Regions from separate parts of the Rattus norvegicus genome. Here region 2 is linked to region 1. Evidence: chromatin contacts called from public Hi-C data. All regions are on one chromosome and are shown on one strand. Each heading gives the region's core, a stretch centred on a gene start, on an enhancer-like site or on the middle of the called end of the contact. The rest is flanking DNA. Distances are from core to core; before and after follow the strand shown.

The links. Hi-C and Micro-C count contacts between places; a contact is called where the count stands out from the background.
Region 2: a contact with region 1 is called in a Hi-C map of liver, with 3 times the contacts expected there. The contact joins the promoter of Nadk2 here to the promoter of Nipbl in region 1. A contact is called at or near these places in 5 of 12 Hi-C or Micro-C datasets (frontal cortex, hepatocytes, kidney and 2 more) and 1 of 1 datasets of contacts at active chromatin or transcription factors (oligodendrocytes).

Annotation. Positions count from the first base shown.
Region 1 is chr2:59,291,442-59,297,281 of GRCr8, reverse strand. It overlaps Nipbl (NIPBL, cohesin loading factor), which reads left to right and starts at 4,005. Exons shown (of 46, transcript NM_001427698.1): 1 at 4,005-4,435.
Region 2 is chr2:59,843,563-59,849,323 of GRCr8, reverse strand. Nadk2 (NAD kinase 2, mitochondrial) reads right to left here and starts at 4,470. Exons shown (of 13, transcript NM_001044252.2): 1 at 4,369-4,470; 2 at 3,613-3,759. The coding sequence starts at 4,470. It overlaps LOC120100736 (a long non-coding RNA gene), which reads left to right and starts at 3,158. Exons shown (of 3, transcript XR_005500726.2): 1 at 3,158-3,290.

The DNA of each region.
Region 1 (5,840 bases), core at 2,756-5,255:
ACAATTTTAAGTTCTACCCTCAAAATAAACATCCTTAACGCTTCACCAAAGTTCAAGTCATCCTAAATCTAATTTAGTTGTCCTAAATACAGGAAAATTTTGAATCTATTATAAAATAAACTATAAGACACACATACACTATTTGCTTTTTATTTGGTGTTTTCTCCCCTTTTAAAAAAACGTGTTCCTACTAAAGATAAATATATAAATAAGACTTATTGTCAGGCATAGTGAAAAGATAATTTTTAAAAATCCTTTATTCTTATCACTTTAAGGCAAACTGCAACTATCTTGAAGATAAATATTCCTTAAAATATATATACATATTTATAAAATTCAGCTTTACCGATTTATTTGGCAATGACATACATTTAAAAATCTTTAAATACTGTTGTGTTCCTTCTGTAATTCATTGACTAAAAATACAAATGGGAATATACATGAACACTTTCAGCAAACTGAGTCAAGAAACTCACTCCCTTAATGCAAGGTGCAAGTCAACTGATTTTCGAGCTAACGATGTAGAAGCAAAACAAACTAGCAGTGTTGAGAAAGACAGGTGTTAGGCAAATAGACAACCAAAATCAAGAAACCCTCACCACTACTGGAGTAACTGAGTCCACGGAACATCTCAGTTTGGAGCCACTGTGTGATGGAAGGACTGAGGTCAATCTGAGCCATATAGTGAGGGCCTGTCTCAATATAAGAAGGTTCTTAAGTTTAGGCAAGCAAAATACTTAATTGATTTTATGAAGAAATACTCATAAACACTGAAATTATTTAATTCTGTTATCAGAAAAACCTTCAAAGGAAGTGAGCCCTTGCCGGCTTCCATTCCTTATTTTATATGAGGTGCCTAGGAAAGATCTAATTAGCACCTAATAAATCTTCAGTAGGGTTTGAGGGAATAAATTAAAGTTATTAATTTTAGGTGCTGGGAAAATTGCTCGGTCGGTAAACTGCAAACCCGAGAAGCTGATTTCAGTCCCCAGCAAGCTGGACACAGTAGTGGACATGGTGGCACATACATGTAATCAAGGCACTGGGAAGCTAAGAGCGGTGGATCCCTGGGAATTTTAAACTACCTAGTTTACTCTACTCACAGACCCCCAACTCCCAGGAAGAAACCGCTTACAAAGTAAGGTGGACAGCTTCTTTCACACATAAACATGCACACACAAAATTATATTAGTTTAGCTTAAATGCCAAGATTTTGTACCAAACAGCATTTTGTACCTGAAGCACGCAAAATCAGTAGCTCACCAGCAACATTCAAGAAAGGATAAATAAGTCTGCTTCCGTGGGAAAACGGAATTTTGAAACTTCATGAAGAACGTTCTAAGCCACTTGTAAGTTCCTTGAATCTTTTCTCAAACTTAATTAATACCGAGCAGATTATTGACTATATCAAATAATAATAATTTATGCTACTGGGTATAAGAGAGCTACTAAAACAGTATTCTTGTCTAAAAATTCTGAAAATGTAAAACAAAACATTCTGTAGATGTAAGAATAAGAAACAGAAGTAAAGGCTTCTCTGTACGGCTTCCAGTCTACTGCTAAATTAAATTTATAAGACCTACTCTTCCAGCTACTAGGAAATAAAATTTCTTACATTTGTACTTTTCAAAAATCACTTTCAGTTAATGAGTATACCAAGTGCTACAACAAGGTAACTAGATCTAAAGAAACATCAACCCCAATGGTGAAGAAAATACCAACAGTAGGCTAACCCTCATCTTCCGTAGAACCTGTATTTCAGAAAACTTAAAAAATAAATCCCTCTAGCTTTTGCTTTGACAGCATAATTAAGTAGTAACCAAAGTTCCCATGTGTAGGTAGTCCTTTATACCAGGCTCACTAACCTCTGAAACATACACCCTCTGAATCACAGTGCCTGCCTGGCATACATTATGTCACCATTAAATACTTGCTGAATGAACTTTTCCAATAGTACTGTATTTGAGCTGAGCCAACCAAATTCTTAGACTTCGGTTCAGTCAAAATAGCATGTATTTTGCAAAGGGGGTGGGGAGGGAGGGAGGCAGGATTAAGAATGCAGTTTTGTGAGTCACTAGAGCAATATGAATTAGCCCACTAGGGGCAAGGCCACGTGATCAACAAATGCCCGGGCCTCTGCCATGCCATCTAGAGAAACCTAAAAGCCATCATCTTTATGAGCTTTCCAATGTCTAGAAGAGAGCTTTCTCCTGACCTCTAATAAACTTACCTCGATTCCATCTATACATTTTTCTAGTTTTCACCATCTTTCATAAAAGTTCTGTTAGGTATATATAAGCTCATATTAAAGGGTAGAGTTTAGAAATGTCAGAGGCATTCACAGTGCGCGATGCAGAGCACCTGCGAAGGGAAGCTAAACTTCATTTCCTGAAGCCCTGAAGGCTACTGGGGAAAGAGTAAGACAAGATAGAAAGCCCTGAGGATAAAATAAGAAGGAAGCCACCAACCGGGAAGGTAAACAGAAGCGCTGGAGGCACCCAGGTGACATTTGAGCAAAACCCTGAAGATAAGGGCGCCGCAAGTCCTATGGTCACAGTTCTATTTGCACGGATACCAAGTCCCGACCTTTTCCCCCACTCGCAGGACTCCTTGGGCCGAGGTCACCGCCCTGACTTAACTACCTCTGGTCGCGATAGTCATCTAGTGTCTGGAGAGCAGGAATGACAAAATCTTTAACACTTAACCCCCAGTGACTTCTAAAGCAAACGAATAACCTGTAGGCGAGCTGTCCCATACTTCTTGCATATCTGTGCATATACAAGTAAACGATTAACGCTGACAACTTACTTTATTAAAAAAATAGCATGGTTCCTCCTCAGTAAAATCTGCTTACCTACTGGCACTTTTTACCTGAAGAATAAGCCCCCTAACAATTTATACAAAAGAGAGAGAGAGAGAGAGAGAGAGAGAGAGAGAGAGAGAGAGAGAGAGAGAGAGAGAGAGAGAGAGAGAACAGTGTGGCGATGAAATGACCTCCTGTTTTACAGTAAGACACTACGAACGGGCACGGTACTCTGTGCGTGTTCACATTTTGTACTCCAGCCTTGTCCAGAGCCTCTGAGTTTTCAAACATAAAGAAGAAAACGACGTTTTGAAGTGCGCCGGTCTCCGAGCTCTGGTGTCCGGCGTCCGGATGGCCTGGGCTCCACCCACAACCTAGATCGCAGCGCCAGAGCTACCCGCTCCTCGCTCGCACAGCGTCGCCTACAGGCCTTATCCCGACTACCAGGGAGGCATCAAAACCATCGCCAAAAGGGGGAAAAAGAGGCAAGTCCAGCAGCACCCGCATATTTCCAGAATTAATGCACCACCACCACGATCACGATTCCAACTCAGCTAGGCTGGGAGCCTTCACCTCCTAGGACTGTGGTCTTCGTAGAAATAACACAGACAGATATAGGGTCCGGCCGCCCCCGGGACGGGGTCGGAGAGGGTGGGCGTTCGATCCATCCATCACGGCTGCAGGAACCCCGCTTGAAAGGTGCACCGTCGGCATCCACGGGCTGGCCGCCTGAGTTCGGCTTCCCCCGGGCTGATGCCCGCGAGTCAGGGAGAGCAGCGCGGCTTCGACTCGCCGCCTTCTGGGGCCTATGAGACCCGGAGCGCCTGAGAGAGGGAGATCCCGGCCTCACGCCACCACACCGGACCAGAGCCCTGCTGCTGTCGCCTCCAGGAAAAAATCAAGCCGGTCACCCGAGCAGCGGCGTAGACGCCACCTTGCAGGAGCGACACCACAGGCAGTATCCACGGCCGTCCAGAGCAGGGCAAGGGCACTGAGAAGAACCGCCGCTGCTGCTGCAGCTGTCGCGGCCGCTGCCGCCGAACCTCCGGGCCCGCGGGAGCCGGCGCGCGGAGGCAGAGCTGCGAGCCCGAGTGGCGGCAGCAGCAGCGGCGGCGGCGGCGGCGGTGGCGGAAGTGGAGTAGGGAAGAGGGGGTGGTTGTTAGTGTTTGGCGCCGGCGGAGGGAGTCATTCCTGCAGCTGCACTTCCGGTCGGCATTTTGTTCTGAGAGGGAGAGACGGAACGAGAGAGAGAGACACACACACAGGGCTCCTTCCCCCCGCCCGCCCTCCCCCCCCTCCCTCCGTCGGTACCGACTCACCCGACACCACCAAGCCGCAGGGAGGGACGCCCCCGCCGACAGGAGGATTGGTTCCTGGGCCCGCGGCGATGCCCCCCCGGTAGCTCGGGCCCCCGGTCGGGTGTTTGTGAGTGTTTCTATGTGGGAGAAGGAGGAGGAGGAAGAAGAAGAAGCAGCGATTTGTCTTCTCGGCTGGTCTCCCCCCGGCTCTACATGTTCCCTGCACTGAGGAGACGGAAGAGGAGCCGTAGCCACCCCCCCTCCCGGCCCGGATTATAGTCTCTCGCCACAGCGGCCTCGGCCTCCGCTCGGATTCAGACGCCGATTCGCCCAGGTAAATTCCTGCTCTTTATTTCGGCGGCGGCGGCGCCGGCGCCAGGTCCTCAGCGTTTCTCCTCCTCGCTCCCCTCCCCGCCGTTTCCTCAGCGGCCCCAGGTCTCTTCCACGGGGCGAGTCGAGAGTTCGCTCCTCTCCGGCGGCAGCCACCCTGGGTGGCGGCGGTTTTTGTACCCTCTCCCGGCCGGCTTCGGTGACGGGGACCGGGCTCCTGCCGGGCGGCCGGGGAGGCGTAGGCCCGGCGGAGAGTGCAGGCCGCGGGCCAGCGGAATCTACTTGAGCTCGGGGATTAGGAGAGCTCCGGGCTGAGCGGAGCGACTGCTGGTCGGTGACAGGCCTCGCCCGGGAGAGGAGCCGTAGCTAGTGAGGAGGCGGAAACAATACAACTATCAGCAAATGTGCCCCGATCGTCCCCATATTTACAACTTTCCCGGTCCGGGAGTGGGGAACGTCCCAGTGAAACAAACAACCCCCCTTCTTCCCCCTGTGACCCCATGAAGGGAGGAAGTAGTTTCAGTTAGTGAAACAAATGTAAATACTCAGACACGGCTACAGTGGTAATTCTCTGCAAAACTTGTTTGGACGTTGGAAAGTTAATAAAGACTCGTTTTCTTTGTAAAAGGATTAAACCGTCCACATGTATATTTAATACAGAAAACCATAGCGCTGTGCACACTGCACATCCTCGCCCAGGAGCTTTTATGTTGTTTGACAGTGTGTGGTTGCACATGGACTTTTTATTCAAAGACCCAAGTATAAAGAACTTGACAGGTTTACTCCGACACTTTGTATTTGTATGTTGTTATGTAAGGATAATTTTAAATGACTACATAAAACTCTCTGATACTTTCTAGCCTAAACGTGTGCAGGCATACAAAGAATTCTAAGTGTTTTGAGCTTATGCCGAGATAAGGATGAAACCTATTTTCTTTCAGAGGATAGAAATTAAGTTACACTTAGAATCTTTGGGAGGTTTAAAGCGAGACACACAGACACACACACACACACACACACACACACACACACACACACAAGGTGCCATCCTTTCTTGTCAGGGCAGATCTTCTTGAGTCCCAGGATTGTCATTGGCTGTTTGTACTATGATGTTTGACTGTGTAATGAGCGAGGTGTCATTTTAATAGGTCAAATGTATCTGTAAATGCTGGAGAAAAATATCAGTTCTGTATCTTAACAAGTTCTAGTTCACGAGTAAGTTAGATGTTGGGAGCTTGTTTCTGGCGGCTTTGGGAATGGAAGTTAGTGAAAGACGGAAATACCTTTTTTAAAGTCCTCAGACTTATAAATTGCACAGAAAAAGAAATGTCCCGTTTGATACTTTGTTTCATATTCGCCGAAGGAAAACTCATTTGTTAAAAGGAAGCAACACTGTTCAATAAGGTCCT
Region 2 (5,761 bases), core at 3,221-5,720, 550 kb before region 1:
AAGGATGAACAAGAACTAGAAGACAGAAAACAGCATTAAATGTGGGTCTCTGTAATTTTAGGCACGTGGTTCCGAGAAGCAAAGTGTAGGAATTCTCGACACTGCATCACAAGCGTGAGAGGGAAGGTTCAGGAATCTGCACTTCAGTACATTCTTGGGGTTGAAGGGAGCCTCTGGGTGCTGACAGGCAGAGGAGCCAAGCGTCCAGATGTTCACCCCGAGATAGATCACGCTGGTGCCTGAGGCTGAAAGATGTGCTAGCAACGGGGTTCGCTTAGGAGGCCCTGGCAGCACACCAGGTCACGTTCTTTAATTTGGTAACTACTTACACAGCTGACTGCATACATGCAGAGAAGAGTTATCTGCCTGGTACTACAGCCTAAGCCACATTGTTTGTGCGTGTGTGTGTGTGTGTGTGTGTGTGTGTGTGTGTGTGTGTGTGTGTGTAACAAGAGGAACAAAAACAAGGCGTAAGAACCAGCTACCGAGTCAGTAAACAGAAACAGTTTAATCCAAAAGAAGTGTCATTAAGTGAACTTACTTTACCCTATTGTATCTAAAAAAGAAAGCCATTAAAGATGGTTCCTCTGATCTCCCAGGGACTAAACCACCAACCAAATCGTACACATGGAGGGACCCATGGCTCCAGCCGAATTTGTAGCAGAGGATGGCTTCCTTGTCTGGCATCAATAGGAGAAGCCCTTGGTCTTGTGAAGGTTTATTTCCCCAGGCTAGGGGAATGCCAGGGTGTTGAGGTGGGAGTGGGTGGGTGGGAGTGGGAGCATCCTTATGGGGGTGGGGGATAACATTTGAAATGTAAATACATAAAAATCTCCAATAAAAAAATGATAAAAAAGATTTAAAAAAAAAAGAAAGAAAGTTCACCAACTAAAAAAGAAGGAAAGATGGGTCCTCTGAGATTACAACAAAATGAGAAAAAAAGGAAGTGAAAACTGCCTGTTTCTTACGTGATTTGTACAACTAAGTATTTTAAATAAAGCCTTTTCTTGGGCTAACGAAGTGTGTTTTGGCAAGAACGCCCTAGCCGAATCCGTTTTGTTTCATCTGATGTGTGACTGCCAAGGAGTCTGGTTAGGAGCTCTGCCTCCAGCGTTACCACTCACAGTCTGTGAGAGTAGTTTATGCCTTTGCAAGATCACAGGACCTGGAAGCAAAACCCTTAACTAAAAGTCTTCCACTCCCAAGACAAGTCACTAACCACTCATAGGAAGGAAGGCAAGAGTCTGAAATAATGCAATACTACCAGGGAAATTAATAGAAAAGTCAAAATTTGCCCCAGGCTGTAGGATATAATTCTATTCTTCTACTGGCTCTATCCATTAAAAAGATACTTCATGTAACTCCCTTAACAAAGTCAGAAAACCAGAGGCTTCCTGAGAGCAAACTACAGGAGCCCTCTAGGCAAGCATCTATTAATCTATTGTTTGCATTCTAACAAGCACCTCCAAATAGAGAACTATTCAACAAGTTAACAAAACAGAATGAGATGCTTTCATGCAAATCATGTTACCATGGCTTATGGAAACAGTAGCCAGAGTAGCAGTGGCATGACGCAAGCACTTGGGCATTTTCTTTTACAACCAATTCATGTACCTGAGTAAGTTTGACCCCAACAGTATAGTAAACAACATAAAATTCTTTCCGATCCTACCTTTAGAGTGGTAGAGCTTCACACAGCCTGGTATCCCTGAGCTGTTCTTATCTGGGGTACATCTAATGCACTCTCACTGCAAATACTGTCCTTGACATCAATGCAAAACCAACCGCTATCGGTAAGTTAGGAAAACAATAAAATCGCAGTCTCTTGGTGATCACAAAACTGCTGTTGAGCCCAACAGCTCTACTTCAAAGCTGGCCTGTTCTAACTGCATCATCACCCAGTGACGACAGACAAACATTAAGAGGCTTTCTCTACTCCGAGGGAGTTCGAGCTTTTAAAGATGATCGGTAGATCATCTCTACTTTTAAGAAGTTTTATTATCGGCCATCTCGTTCAGAAATACAAGAGTTAATCTCAATTCAGATGTCACCCGGTTTCCAGAATCCTTGAAATAATTTCAAAATGCCAGTTCCAGAATGGACCTTGGAAGCTATTTAGCCCAACCCATGAGGAGCTAGGTGAATGAACTTTTGAAAGCTAACATTACAGTTACAAAAGTTTTGTTTCACTCATGAGGGACAGAGAAGTTAAAAACCGCAAAGTATGTCAGTCACACCGAACCAGGGAGAACCTTGAACTCCTGGTGTTCAAATCCCACTCTCAGTGTGGTAGACTTGAGAGTCCCGGTTCACTTCTGTTGAGTGTTTTTTTTTCCCACTTGAGTGTACTATTTTTAAATCCACAGACGCTTAGATAAAATTGTGTGAGACTAAGCATACAAGACATGATATTTCACAATTTCTAAAAGGTGAACCTTGCAAAGTCGGGCATATAACCAAAGGGACACGCCTCTTTTTCCAAAATAGAAACAAAGTACTTTCATCTAGCCCACAATTCCCCCACCTCATTGCCTTCATTTCACTCAACTTCACACACTACCCCAGTCAAACGGCCGATACTCTATTTTACTGCAAATGTTTTTTTAGAAATACTTTCAAACACTTGGGGAAGAGAAAATTCGCACTGATTTCTACGCCCCTCATCAATTTGCCAAACAATAATGACAAGACTCAGTAGCTAAGCAAAGATTTACAATTTGTTTCTCCTGTCTCTAAAATAAAAGTGTGACGGTAACAGACATCATTCTTGTACATAACTGAATAATGGTTATGTACAATTGATTCTAAAGCCTTCAGGTGTCTGAAGTCAACAATTAAACGCATAATGGAGGTTTTTCTAGATAAATTGCTAACAACTCATTTCCTGAAAGTTACTGGGTAGCACAAAGTCTTTTTATTTTTTTCAAAAATGGGGAAGCTCGAACTCTGGGTTCAATTCTCCCACACACATACACACATGGGTTTGCATACCTGGCAAAGCTATTAGTAAACACACCGAAGACAGTGTATGGCGGAGGCCCTGTTACTTCAGAGGCAGGGGCACATCCCTTCCCCTATTATCCTGCTTACTTTTACTTGTTCCTTATCTGACCTTCCTATACAAAAACATATCTCGGGTCAGCTTGCCTGCCTCGCTGTCTCAGGCGCTTCTCAAGCGGCCAGAGACCCTGGAGCGGCCACCACATTGCAGCAGGGCTCTTTCCCTGGCCAGGCCTCCGTCCCCAGACGAGAAGGGGGTGTGACCGCGGCACCTCGGCCCTCTCTCCACGGTCAGTGGCGGTGCCGGATAATTTTCTTTCTCCCGGTGGCCTGGGGAGAGGTCCCCAGGGCAAACAGGGCGAACAACCCTCACCTTCTCAGTGATCGGAGTCCATACTTCAGAGGCTGGGGCGAGGATACACGTGGCTTCCCAAGTCCCGGTCCCGGGGGGCCCCTCTAAGGCAGACTCAGAGCACCCTAGTCCCATGCTCCAGGGGGACCACAGGCAATCGGGGGCAGGCCGTTGGGCTTTGAGGGTGTCCTGTGGCCCGCAAGACTCAGTCGCACCCCCGCCCCCACCCCCAGTACCAGCCGTCCCCCGCCAGGACCCACCAGCTGCTTCAGGTCCTCCTCGGAGAGCTCCGCATAGCGGTACCGCTGCTGCTCGAACTCATAGCGGGTGGTTTTCGCCACCACAACCACCCGCGAGGGGCGGAAGCCGCCGTCGGCGGGGCTACCACCGCCCGCCAGCTCGCGCGGCTGCCCGTGCCCCAAGTGCCGCCGCCCCTCCGCGCCCGAGCCCCGCAGAGCCGCGCGGCCCCCCGCCACGCGCCGGCAGCTGCCCAGCAGGAAGCCCCGGTAGCAAGTCATGGTCCGCGGGGCTGCGGCTGCAGGCTCGCGCTCCCCGCCGCCAGCACCACGCCGGGCGTGCAGAGGTTAAGTGCGGGGACGTGCGTGGAACGCGCCACTAGAGGGGACGTGCCCAGACGCAGGCGCGGGCGGGGAGCCCCGGGAGGACGGGGGAGGCGGGGATCGGGGCTGGCCCGAGAGCGGTGGGTTTTGTTTGTTTGTTTATTCGTTTCCTTCGGCGCCTGCGCAATAGCCTCTCGGTCCCGCCCCACCTCCCTCTCCACCCTTTCACAGAGGTCGCTTTGAACCCGCCCCCAGGCCCGATCTGTCAGCTAATCAGAGGTCCGGAAGGTTTGGGAGCCCGAGGGGCTGCGGGGATTGGCTGTGGTCGGGAAAGGGCAGGAATTCTATTTGACGTTTGAGCTGCCTGAAGAAATCCAGCTGGAACCGGTCTGGGGCGGCGTAGGGGGTGCAGGCGGAGTTTTGAGCCCCTGGCGGGAAAGCAAGTTTCTTGCGCACCTTCCCCACAGTTGTTTCATTTTTGCTAGCTTTTCTGGGTGGTTGCCATGCTTGTCTTTGGTAAATTTTAACCAGTGTCTGCTGGATAGCTGATGTGTCCATCGCTGGAGTAAGATCTGGGGGCGATGACCTCGCTCCAGGTGGCGTCGTTTTGCCGGGACTAATGGCAGATGAAGATGCCGAGCCCTTTATTAGGGAGAGGAATTACAGCTACCGAGAAGGATCACGGAGCATTAGCCCGAGCTCAGAGCCCTAAGCTTCTTGTCCCTGTGACCGCCAAAAAACACTAGCCTAGAGAGACAGTGCTGTCAGGGAGAAACGTGGGGGAATAATGAGGGAAGGAGTTTTGTCTAGTCGTGTGTGTCTGTCTAGCCGGGAGATAAGGTCAGAAAGCTGCTTTGGGCCGAACTGAAGGGTTAAGAATGTTTTGCACTTTGCACTCTATCCTGTAGGCAAGTTCAGAGCAGTGTTTGATGATTATTGATCTGGCTTTGGAACGTTGGGTAGTCTTGGAAGCTAGAGCAAGGGAAGTTGTCAGAGTCTGTAGGAACAGTTACACAACCATAGAGATCTAAACTGATTAAGAATAAAAGGGAAAGTTACTCTGGAGGAAAAGTCAGAAGACAGTGTATGTCCTAGTAGGTGGCTCCTGCCCTGAGGTCCTTGCTGTGGAAGCCTCTTTCCTTTGCAGTCCTGGCCTCTGGATTCCAGGCATGCTATTTCGTGTTTGTGAGACTCAGATGCCACTGTAATACTGGACCTATTTTCTCTTCAGGTTACAGAAAACTACATTCCTGACTCCCACTTCTAGCTGGAAACATCTCAATGGGGTATCCTTGTCAAACCTTATTTTGGATTCTTTCTTCTGCCTCTCCAAAACATTACGTATTGAATTACTACGCCATCTTCTCAGATGTATCTTGAATTCTCCTTGCTGGATTTTCCACTTCAGTTCTTAAAGATCCCCATGTCTAGGCCCCAGTTGTTTACCTGTTCCCTAACTCCCATATTCAGTGGTTCTCAACCTCTAGGTCATATATCAGATGTCCTGTATACCAGATATTTACATTATGTTTCATCACAGTAGAAAACTTATAATCATGAAGTAACAACAAAATAACTTTATGGTTGGGGAGGGGAGGTCACCACAACATGAGGAACTGTATTACAAGATGGCAGGATTAGGAAGGTTGAAAACCACTGATGCAGGTTCTGGACAGAATCATCAGTCATCAATACATTCTTACCAATGCATTCTTACAGCCAACCTTTTCTTTTGGGGGGCGGGGATCAGGGCAGGTTGGGGGCGTTTGGTTGACTTACTTTTCTAATCCATGATTATGGGAACTACCAACCTTTTTAACTTCTCCCTGTGCTTACTTCACCACTACTG